2 separate regions of the Podarcis muralis genome follow, and region 1 is linked to region 2. A link is a contact called in public Hi-C data. All regions are on one chromosome and are shown on one strand. The core of a region is the stretch at or near the end of the contact, and the rest is flanking DNA. Distances in the headings are between cores, read along the strand shown. Region 1 holds the start of PREP (prolyl endopeptidase). Region 2 holds the start of ATG5 (autophagy related 5).

Evidence for each region. A called contact is a pair of places that touch in the nucleus more often than the background predicts.
Region 1: a contact with region 2 is called in a Hi-C map of tail, with 2.4 times the contacts expected there. The contact joins the promoter of PREP here to the promoter of ATG5 in region 2. A contact is called at or near these places in 2 of 3 Hi-C or Micro-C datasets (blood and tail).

The regions. Positions count from the first base shown.
Region 1 is chr3:72,614,558-72,620,502 of rPodMur119.hap1.1, reverse strand. It overlaps PREP (prolyl endopeptidase), which reads right to left and starts at 3,022. Exons shown (of 15, transcript XM_028723064.2): 1 at 2,800-3,022. The coding sequence starts at 2,844.
Region 2 is chr3:72,263,903-72,269,812 of rPodMur119.hap1.1, reverse strand. ATG5 (autophagy related 5) reads right to left here and starts at 3,141. Exons shown (of 8, transcript XM_028723083.2): 1 at 2,998-3,141; 2 at 215-377. The coding sequence starts at 322. LOC114594009 (a long non-coding RNA gene) reads left to right here and starts at 3,393. Exons shown (of 3, transcript XR_013392286.1): 1 at 3,393-3,606; 2 at 4,122-4,216.

The DNA.
Region 1 (5,945 bases), core at 1,773-4,272, 350 kb before region 2:
CCGGGTCACGTGGCCAGCGTGACAAAGCTGCATCTGGCGAGCCAGCGCAGCACACGGAAACGCCGTTTACCTTCCCGCCAGTAAGCGGTCCCTATTTATCTACTTGCACCTGGGGGTGCTTTCGAACTGCTAGGTTGGCAGGCGCTGGGACCGAGCAACGGGAGCGCACCCCGCCGCGGGGATTCGAACCGCCGACCTTTCGATCGGCAAGCCCTAGGCGCTGAGGCTTTTACCCACAGCGCCACCCGCGTCCCATTAAATAAGTTATTACAGCTTAATACACTGCTGAAAGCTGGAGTATGCAACAGGCATCTAATTTCATCAAGCTGCCCTGACAGCAGAATAATAGCCTCTTCCAAACAAATTAAGTTAATCGAGCATAACTAACCCAGAGAATTTATGTGCCGATGTAGTTTGTGGACCTTCTGTTTCTATTAATAAAGAGAGAACTCTCAGCCATGGATTATAACTTGGAATGGGAAAAAAGATGGGAAATGGAGATCAATACTATTAACGGCTTCTAAAAACACAACAGCAGTTTGGAACAGAAACCAAAGATAGGACTTCTGCAATCGCTATACTGAAGCCACAGGTGTCTCTTTGGATGTACTGTATTTTCACTCCTTAACTAGTTGCCTATTGTGCTCTCAAGACAGTAGACATGGTCAGGGATTTCGAATTCCAGAAATAAGTCACACTTGCTGGAACAGGACATCTGGGTGCATCTGCAAGGGAAAATGCTTGTGCTCTTGGTTTGGTGCTACAGCACTAAACAGCAAGCACTAGAAGGATTCAGGTGTCATAGCAGTCTGAAAGGACATTAGGCAGGGATGGGGACTCCAAATATTGCTGGACCAAAACTCCCATCATCCTCATGGGAGTTGTAGTTGGGCAATATCTGGAGAGCAAGTGGTTAACCACTCATGTTTTAGGTGAAGATGTCAGCACCTGAACTTGGGAGAACGTCCTTCATGCAAAGCCTATACATGTGGCTCTCCAGATTGGACTCCCAACTTCCATCATATTAAAAGCTAGTACTTCAGTGAGGGAAGATATATCTAGCTGTAAATTTAAACACAGAGAGCCTAAAGAAATGAGCAACATTCTGCTAACAGGTTATAAAAGACTGCAGTACGGCTGGAAGTTCTTTTGTTGCTAGTGAAATTCTACTACGTAAAACTCTGGGAGGGACTTCTGAACAAGATCAGCAATTTTATTTACAAAAGGCATTTGGAATGTTTGTTACCAGCACAGGGCAGAGCAAGCTTGACCCTTCTCTGCCTAATGAAATATTTGATTAAAAGTATTATTTTCTGTAGCCTATTAGCCTGAGAATGTTATAATTGGAACAGAGTCACAGATTGTAAGAAATGGGGAGTACAATTAAATCTATAATTTAAAGGCTGGTCAAATTCTTTGGTTATTTTATCATTTTTGTTTTCCTTCATAAAATGCACTACTTTTTCCATATCATGGAAAAGTAAAGCTGTTAACAGGTATTGTTTGTCAACCTTCCAGTTAAGATTTCCAACACAAAACTACAAGAACATGGTAAGCTGGGAGCGGAAGCTCCCAAATTAATAGAACTTGTGCTACAAAGAATTAAGAGGTAGTTTCTCTAGACCAGGGCTGAGAATCTTTGGTCTGTAAGATCCAACTCCCATCAGTCCCAGCCAGCAAGGCAAATGGTCAGGAATGACAGGACTTGTAACAAAATATTCATCTTGAGGGTCACAGCTTCCAACACCTGCTCTAAATCAGGGCTCACCCACACTTCTGCTTGTGCCATGCCTTGAAAGCATGTGTCTGAGGAGTTTCCTGATTGCCCCATGCTTTCTATGCACGGATTGGTTTTCCCCTTGCCCTGCTCCTTTCCAAGGGAAAACCTGATCAAAAACCTGAACTGCCATTTACTTTGATTGAGCGCTGAAGTGTGGTTTTCACCAGTTGGGGGGGGGGGGAGCAGCAGGACAAGAGGAAGTGTGGGTTAAGTCCTTTCTCTTCTGCTGCAAGGAAACACCATCTGTTTCTTTTAGAGATTTATATACCACTTGATTTTCAGAATTCCCAAGCAGCACTATCCATACACCAGCCCCAGCTGCACAACCATCCCTTCCCATCTAAAGTTCTATAATTTTATTATTCTAACCCAGCCCATTGTGCACCCCCAGTGGAGACCCACTGTGCTGCACAAAGCTATTTACAGGGCATATACTGTACAGGCAAGCCAATCTGGTTACTGGCCAATCTGATTTGAGGAAATTATGTCTTCCTGCTTGAGCAACAGGTGCTTGTTTTTGGGGCTCGTAGATTGTGCAAGACAAAAATATGTGCCAACATTAAACTTCTGCAGCTCACGCTGTGTCGTTGGGTGGCAAAAGTGGCCCCCGATCCTCTCCAGGCGTGCCCACACCTGCCGAAATAACCCCCGGCGGCCGTCCCCAGCAATCCCCACACCCTCAAGTAGTGGAGAGAGGCAGGAGATAAATGACACCGGTGGTTGGAGACCAAACCGGCCAGGTTGGAAAGACTGGTGTGTGGATGGGTGTGCAAAGGACACGGCCCTGCATCACACCTGCACCCATCCCTTCAAACACCTCTATTTCCGCATCAGGCTTGACGGGGAAAGCCCGCAGGGTGTGATAGATGCGGGAAGCCTTTCCACACCGGGTCGCCGGTGGCCGAGGAGGAAGCGAGGAGGCAGGAAGCCACCGGGTCCCGGGAGCTGCCCGGGACTCCTGGGGGGGGCGTGTTGGGGGGCTCCGGGGGGCGGGAGATGGGGGTCGGGGAGCTACTCACGGATGTCTCTTCGCGGTACACCTCGGGGTACTGGAAAAGCTGCATGCTGCTGGCGGCGGCGGCGGGTTGCGGGGAAAGGCAGGCGCCGTGGCGGAGCGGGCGGCAATGGGGCGGCGTGCAGGAAGAGGAGGGGCGCGGTGGGGCGAGGCGCCGCTCGGCTTCCCCTTCAGCCGAAGACAGGCGGGCTGGAGCTCCGCCGCCGCCGCCGCAGCCGCGAAAGGGCCCTCCCACTCGCCGGCGAGGAGCTGCCACCTCCGGCAAGAGGCAAGAGAGGCGAGCGGAGCAGGCAAAGGAGGCCGCGCGGCTCCCCCTGCAGTAAAGCGCCAGCATGGCCGAGGCCGTCCATGCATTCGAGGCTGGTCTTTCTCCCAAGGCATCCTGGGAACTGTAGTTTAGTCCCTCAGAGAGCGGCCGGCGCACCTGAACCCAGGGCAGCAGCAGCTCCCAGGATTCTTGACGGGGTCGGGGTGGGAATGTGCTTTAAATGTACGGTGTTTACGCAACCTGCCCCCCCCCGCAAACTCAGAAGCCGTGCTCGGTATTCTGGTCAGCCTGATAAAAAGTCTCGCCCTACTACGTTTTTCATAGAACGAGGGAGGGGACTCCAAATGTAATCTAGTCCAACCCCCTGCAATGCAGGAATACAAAGAGACTGCATATATATATATACACACACACACACACACACACACGCTCTCCCCCATCACTTTCAGAGAGAGAGATAAATTAGCCTTGTTCACGTGAAACAATAAACCATGAGTCTGTGAAATAGAAATCTCTTGCTTCTTTATCATAGAGTCGTAGAGTTGGAAGGGACCCAAGGGTCATTTAGTCCAACCCCCTGCAATGCAGGAATCTCAGCTAAAGCATCCATGACAGATGGTCACCCAACCTCAGCTTAAAAACCTCCAAGGATGGAGAGTCTATCACCTTCCGTGGGAGACTGCCCCCCTGTCTTTAACAGCTCTTACTGTCAGAAAATACTTCCTGGTGTGTAGTCGGAATCTCCTTTCTTGTAACTTGAAGTCATTGGTTTAGGTCCTCCCCACTGAAGGAGGAGAAAACAAGCTTTCTCCATCCTCTATGTGACAGCACATTTGATATTTGAAGGTGGTTATCATATGTCCTGTCAGTCTCCTCTTTTCTATGCTGCTACCCAGATCCTTCAACCACTCCTCACAAGTCTAGGTTTCCTGTCCCTTGAGCATCTTGGTCACCCTCCTCTGCACACACTTCAGCTTGTCATTATCCATCTTAAACTGTGGTGCCCAGAACAGGACACAGTATTCCAGGTGTGGTCTGACCAAGGCAGAATAAAGTCGTACTATTACTTTGCTTGACCTAGACACTATATTTCAGTTGATGCAGCCTAGGATAGCATTAGCTCTTTTATTTTATTTTAACTGCTGCATCACACTGTTGACTCATGTTAAGCTTGTGGTCCACCAAGTCCCCTAGATCCCTTTCACATGAACTGGCAAGCCTGGTGTTCCCCATCTTATATTGATGCAGCTGGTTATTCCTGCCTAAGTGCAGAACCTTACATGTATCCCTATTGAAATTCATTTTGTTAGTTTCAACCCAGTTCTCCAACCTGTTAAGGTCATCTTGAATCCTGATTCTGTCTTCTGCGGCACCAGCTCTCCCTGCCAGTACAGTGGCATCAACAAATTTGTTAAGCATCCCCTCAATTCCTTCATCTAAGTGGTTTATAAAGATTTTAAACAACAACAAGTCCAGAACAGAACCCTGTGGCATCCCACTTGTCACTTTTTTCCAGTGACAAGTGGGGTGACGAGGAACCATTAGTGAATTTAGGGATTTTCTGAATTTGCCATACAGTAAACACCTTTGAGGGAAGCAGGTGGTGCTGTGGGTTAAACCACAGAGCCTAGGACTTGCAGATCAGAAGGTTGGCAGTTTGAATCCCCTAGCAGTTTGAAAGCACATCAAAGTGCAAGTAGATAAATAGGTACCGCTCCAGTGGGAAGGTAAACAGCGTTTCCGTGTGCTGCTCTGGTTCGCCAGAAGCGACTTAGTCATGCTGGCCACATGACCCGAAAGTTGTACGCCGGCTCCCTCGGTCAATAAAGCGAGATGAGCACCGCAACCCCAGAATCGGCCATGACTGGACCTAATGGTCAGGGGTCCCTTTACCTTTACCTTACTGATAATTTTATCAGTTTATATTCATTGCTCCACATGCATTCAGGTGGGACCAGAGTTACAAAATTAGCTCTAAAGATCTGTCACTCCATCTTCACCTTTCATTCGATGATTTTGATATATCAGTAACTAGAAACTCTTGAAGAATTTTCCTTCCATTTTAATCTAATTTATCATTCTATTTTTAAAAGTTATATATTAGTATGGAACCTGTGCTTCTGAAATGTATCAGGAGGTGGCAGCAAAACTACACTGTTTCTGTTTCACTGACAGCAGTCGAAACATCTTAATTGTGCTCAGGTTGCCCTGACGAATACTTTACATTAGTATTTAAAATGTTTAGAACATTTTGATAAGAACAGCCAGCTTGATGGCTGTGTGCCTACAGATGTTCCCCTCCCAGTAATTAACCTTGCTTAAGTGGTTTCTATTTAATTGATTTTAACTGGTTTATGTTTATTCTTGCTTGACATCTTGCATACATAGACATAATTTTCAGTGTATGAAATAATTAACTCTTTCCAGAGCATTTGCTCCTTTGTACCAAAATCTCTTGTGGTAAGCAATAGGTTTTGAAAACAGTAGGTTTATTATGTTCATTGTGGGTGTGGATGTGCCCTGCTTGTGCATCTGTGCTTCTCTGCCTGTGTATATGCAATCTAAACAACAACTTAAGCAGAGCTGCCTTCAGGTAGCCTCTGGACCATAGCTCAATGCAGGCAGTCCAAGCTATCCTCCACCCTCCAGGGAGGGAACCCTGTGGTCCTTCTTCCAGATCTTGATGGGCTCTAACTACCATTAGCCCCAGTCAGCATAGCCAGTAGGGATGATGGGAGCTTGTAGTCCAACAATGTTGGCTTTATTTAATTGCACTGAGGTGGGGGCTGACAGTATACAGTGCTATTGTGTCAGTTTCTTGACCACTGTTTCCTATGTACTGTATGCTCAGGAGGGGTTATAGTCCAACAAAACAGAGAGAG
Region 2 (5,910 bases), core at 1,892-4,391:
CAGCATGGAAATTCATCCAGTCACAAAGAATTTTCTGTAATGGAAAAGCTGGAAGAAGTTCCCTTAACAGTTCTTTGTTTAACAAGCATTATCTCCTCTTTCTTTCTATCATTTTTTCCAGCATCAAGAAGATGATGAAACACAGTATGTTCCTCAAGTATAGTCGAATACTAAACATCAAAATGATGGTTCTACATGTGTTTATAATACTTACATAGTAAGGTTCAGCTTCCCTTTCAGTAATCTCGTCCTGATATAGGGTAAAACAAGTTGGTATTCGCCCAAACCAAACATCTCTAAGTACATCTTTGTCATCTGTCATTCTTCCAAGAAGTACAGAAGCACATGTAGGCTAAATTATTCCCCCAGAAAAACCGCTACAAAATATAAAAATAGTCAGCTTTTAGATGCACATGAATCATATTATCCCTTTAGTGTACTTCCACAACACATGATAACAAAGGCATTTCTTCTTTTAATCTACAGAGGAATGGCTGGCTGAAGAAAGCTAGACAAAATTTTGTACCCCAGTACATTAAACACCTGTCCCCAAATACAAAAATGCTTAATAAATGTGAGAATTTTTTTCTCCTAGGTTCTTTTGCTGTTGTTCAGAAGTAGGAGCTGTGAAGGACTTGATCCAGATTAGGATCATAGTGCACAGGCAGGGATGGGTTTTGACCCTCTACATCACTTTGCTGCTGAAAATTCTGCCCTTCAATGCTGATATTTGTCCTCAATGGTGGTACTACAGCAAATGGCACCTTTGGGGAGAAACAGCAGTTTCAGAAAGGCAATTAAGGTGGGAGAGTCAATTGGAGGACAGAAACAATTTGCCTCCCTACAAATTCCATTTCTAAACAACCACCAAATAACAAGAGTAGGAGAAACAATCACACGGCACACATATTATTTATTTAAGGACTGCCTACTTGTAGTATTTTTTTTAATCTGTCCATTTTGATAAATTACATCGTCCTTAGGCTGCAAATCTATACCCACTTACTTGGGAATAAGTTCCACTGAACTCTGTGGGACTTCTTTCTGAAGATGATTCTTATTAGTTTTGCTTTTAAAATCATGATAGGGTGTTTTTTTCTTGAATCACTGGCACAGGCCCTAGTGAATATGTATTAACAATGAGAGGTGTTTTGAAAGTTATTCCTATAGGTGTAATACAATCAAGTCAGTTTTCAGTGGAGAGTGGCTTGCAAGTTACATCAATAAACTTTCAATTACTGATAGTGAAGCGTACTCATGAGCCTTTGGTAACAGACTTTGTCAAAAGCTTTTTGGAAGTTCAGGTATATGGAATTTACTATATAACCCTTATCTATATGGTTACTAATATTCTTGATATCAAAGTTTGCAAATAACTTCCCTTTGAAGAAGCCATATTGTTTCAACCTTGCTCTGTGTTTAAGCACATTAGTGTTAATATCTCTACCAATTTACCTAAGACACTCTCTAATGCCATAATTCAATTCCTAGAAATTGGTGAGACATGTCTATTCTCCAAAACTCTGGCAAATAGGTGGATTTTAATGAAATATATTCACTGCAATTTCACATCTTAAGTGAATGCCATCTCTCAGTGACTTGCTAACTAAATTGTAGTTTAGCTCTAAAACAGGCTTCCTCAACCTCGGCCCTCCAGATATTTTGAGACTACAATTCCCAGGATCCTTGACCACTGGTCCTGCTAGCTAGGGATCATGGGAGTTGTAGGCCAAAAACATCTGGAGGGCCGAGGTTGAGGAAACCTGCTCTAAAACATTATCCTTTGTGACATGTTTGATTGCTGTAATGTATTGTACGTGGGACTGTCTTTAACTATTCACAAACCAGTTAGTAGCCTAGCAGCTGTATTTTGAATTAACTAGGGCCAGTTACTGAGAAGAAACCTCTCTGATAAAGGATTTCAAATGCTCCATAGTGAGTAGCAAACAGGGAGAGTGTCTCCTTAGTGACATCCGGGTCACATAATTACTTTCCAAGGCTCACCTGACAAATACACTGCTGTCCTTTTGGCACCAGGCAGAAACTTTTTATTAATCCTGCTAAGTTTTTAGATTTACAGTATTTTAACAGTTGCTTTTATCACCATTTGATTATTTTATATTTTAGTATTATGCATGGGAAACACAGAAGAGCAGAATACAAATTCTTTAATAAACGAAACTGACGGCTTCTTACAGATATCCTTTCCCTAAACAATGCCTCAGATACGGCCAATTCAACATCCTCTGCAGTGGGGACAGATAAAATAGTGGCTTGTGCTTCTTCTGTACACCTTGGTTTGCCTAAAGGTCTTACTGCCTGGCTGATTTCATGTTCCTGATGTATTTACAGAACAAAGAGACAGAGTCTGAATATTGGTCCTCCTAGTCCAGTACTGTACATGATGACTGTACAGACTTCTCTGGGGGGGGGGGGCAGACAGAGGAGTCCTACCTGGGGACTCGACCCGCAACCTTCCGCATTCAAACCTTGTAGCGCAACGAAGAACTATGCCCCTTGCCCTGCTGGATCAGGCTAGCGGCCCACCTCGCCCAGTACCCCTTTCTCACAGGGACCAAGGAAATGCCTATCGGAAACTCGTAAGTAGGACCTGAGGGGAGACAGCCCTTTCCCGCGCTGTAACGAATATATATGGTTTCTGGTGGTAAAATGAATCCTCCCAAGCCTACCCTAAGCGCTATCGGGTGCCTTGAGAACACTCTACATACACCCAGGCTCACGTGTGTACGTGTGAAGAGGTTTACGAGGCGTGTGGAGGAATAAACCTCTGCCCCAGATGATGCCCCCCCACCCCCCTCAGGCAGAGAAGGGGTCACAAGGGTGGGGCGGCAGCCTCTCCTGCCCCGTCCAGTCTCCGCTCCCTCATCGTATCACCCAACAAACAAGCTTCCCCAACAGACAACTCCTTTCTACGTCGCCGCCGCCCCCTCCTCCCTCCTCCCTGATGGGGGAGGGGACAACGGAAGATGCCGTTACCTGGCAGTTTGTTTCTTTCCTTGGCCGGGCCACCCCCTGAGTGCGAAGCTCGCTCGCGCACAAGTCAACACTGCGCAGGCTCGGCTCCGCCCACTGAGCCTGCCTCCTCCTCCTCCTCCTGCTGCCCCCCCTCCCTTCAAAGTGCTCCGCTCCGCTCACGAGGCTCAGGCACCGCCCACTCCGTCTTGTCTCCTCTGCTCCCTCCGCCTTTCTCTCTTGGTCTTTCTGCGACGAGGGGAAGCAGAGGTTTGGCCGGCGGGAGGAAGGGAGGGCGGAAGAACGTAAAGTTTTAGGGCAGCACGACGCTCTCGCCAATTTCAGCTGCTTGGCAAACCGGAAGTGACGACGAGACAACGGCTCCTCTCTTGAGGCTTCGGCAAATGGCGTCACGCAAAGGCGCGCGTCAGATGGGTCTCTTGCTTTTGCCGAGTTCTCCCTGCAGGGGGCGGTAGATTCCAAGAGAATGAAGGGCTCCGCATTGCCAACGAGATGGCGGCTATTCTGAAGAACCGCAGATTAGCATAAATACAGGGTTGCCTCTGCTAGGCCTGCTGCTAGTGTTGGCGCCAACTCCAAACTCTCCACAGCCCGTGTAACTTTAACACAAAGGTGGGCCACCGTGTGTGTTGAGAGCCACATGCACTGAGGGTGATCTGTAGTGGGGGTACATTTGATGATGGGCTGGATGCATACAGGTGAAAAGTGTTTTTCAACTTAAACTTCTGCACACAATCATAAAGTCATAGGATTGTAGAATTGGAAAGGACCAATCTGAACTCTCTATTGTTTGGCCATTCTTAAATTGGGCCAATAGACTCTGTGCAAGGTTTCAGTAAGTTTGAACAAATAGTGTTCATTCATATAAAAATAATTGCCTTCCTGCCACAGCCAAACCCCCCCCCCCCCTTCTTGTCTACATTGGGAGTGTTAAATACTGTATCTACTTGTTGAGCACAAGCCAGTTGAGTAGGAATACTTTACTTCAGTGAATAAAATTAGTTGACACAGCCAGATTCTCTTATTTAATTTAGATTTTTCATTGACATGATTTTTTATTGACTTCTATACCATGCCAGGCTAACAGTTGTATTAGTATTGTTTGAAAGCATAATTCATGTCGACAGATACTGCAAAGCTTGGAGAGCCAGTCTAATAGATCTTCTGAGGAGATAAAAAGACCATTGGAAGAATGTCACCTCCAGCATTTTTGCAGCAACAAGTATGTACTTTTACCTATATGTGATTCCAATAGAAGGATATTTGCATTGCTTTGAACATGCCAGATATAATTATAAACTCAAGGTGAGGTTCTGTGAAGCTTGGGTGGAACTAAATTCATTTGAAAACTGGACAGACTGGTTCCAAATACAATAAATGAGGCATAAGCTCATTTATACTATAGCAGGTAGGCCGAGTAAATAAAAGGGAGGCATTTAAAAGATGGGAATGCACTGAAAATAACAGTATGCCACAGCAGAGACCAGAAGTTGCTTTAGATCTTCAAATTGAAGATTAGGTAGGATTGCAGCATAGAAGTCAATGTCAAAATGAGTCTGGAAATAACCCATTAGTCTATGTATCCAATGTGTCTATTTCAGTGGGCAGCAGCAACAACATGAAAATAAGGGCTAGGTACTCTGGCTTGGATCCTACAAAAAGTTCAGTGATAATTTTACCTTCCTCCCCCCCCCCAAAGAGCCTGTCTGGCAGGTTGGGTGGGTGGGTTTCCTGACTTTGCAGAGATTTTTCACGTAGCTTCAGCAGGGAGGATGTGACAAGAAACTTAATTCCATGAGGAAAATTAAGTTATCTTGGAATCCAAGCTATTGCATCCCATTGAAATGAATGGATATTGTGACAAGCGCTTGTACAAATTGAACCTTGAGGCAGGCCTATTTTGTATGGCACAATGCTGAAAATCATAGTTGCCTATGTTCCACCAAAAGAGAGGGCCACCTATCCATCAGCGCCCAGCTACGACACTCTTCCACCCTCATGCTAAATCAGCCTCCACAATGCACAACACTGCTTATTAGAAGCAGAGATGAGACGCAGTGTAGAAAGGTGCTTGAAGAGGAAACAGCTATAAATGGCTCCAGCATTGGTGCTCAGGTGTATTCCAGGTTCAGGTCAAGATTGCCTTGATGCCCTTGAGCTACACTCCAACTAGGGCTTGGTCCCAGAGAACTTACTCTCAGTGCTGAGGTTCAGGTCCTAGGCAGCATGTGATTAGAAAGAAAGTAGTGTATTTGATCAGGCACAGATTTCTCTCACCAGTGTGTCATCACACCAAGTCACCACACAAATGGGATGAGATGAAAGGCTCTCAGGTCATGGCTGTGGCTTCCAAAGAAGTCCCATGGCTCCTCATTTTAGAACTTAAGTGTTCCATTTAATAACTGAAGGAAAATCAATTGTGCATATAGATTAGCTATTTGGAGAGAAGGGAAAGAAAAAGAGAGTGCAGAGAAAGGGCCAAGCAGGGGGGAAGAGGGAGAGAGAGTGCCAAAGTGTTGGTATAGGAGGGATCATTCAGTTTGTGGCTTGAACGTTAATTCTTTAAGTGCTAAAGTCCAATACTTGAAAGCCAAGAGAGAGGTGGGTGGAAGTGCTGCTTAGCAACCAGTCAGAGAGGTGTGATGTTTGATGAGTTATCATATGCCCTAATTGGTTGTGTAGATCTGTATGTTTGCTTGAATGCCTCCCTGATATGTACAAGGCCTGAAGTAAGTAAGACAAAATCTTTCTGTTTCTTTCTCCTCAAATTATAGCCTCTATGAGTATACAGAACACATATTCCTCACCACTGAGCTAATAACACATAGAGTCATATTTTGAAGACAGAACCAATCTAGATTAAAGTGTTCCACACCTCTTTGCTAAATCTGGCCAAATCGAAATTAAAGAGCAAAG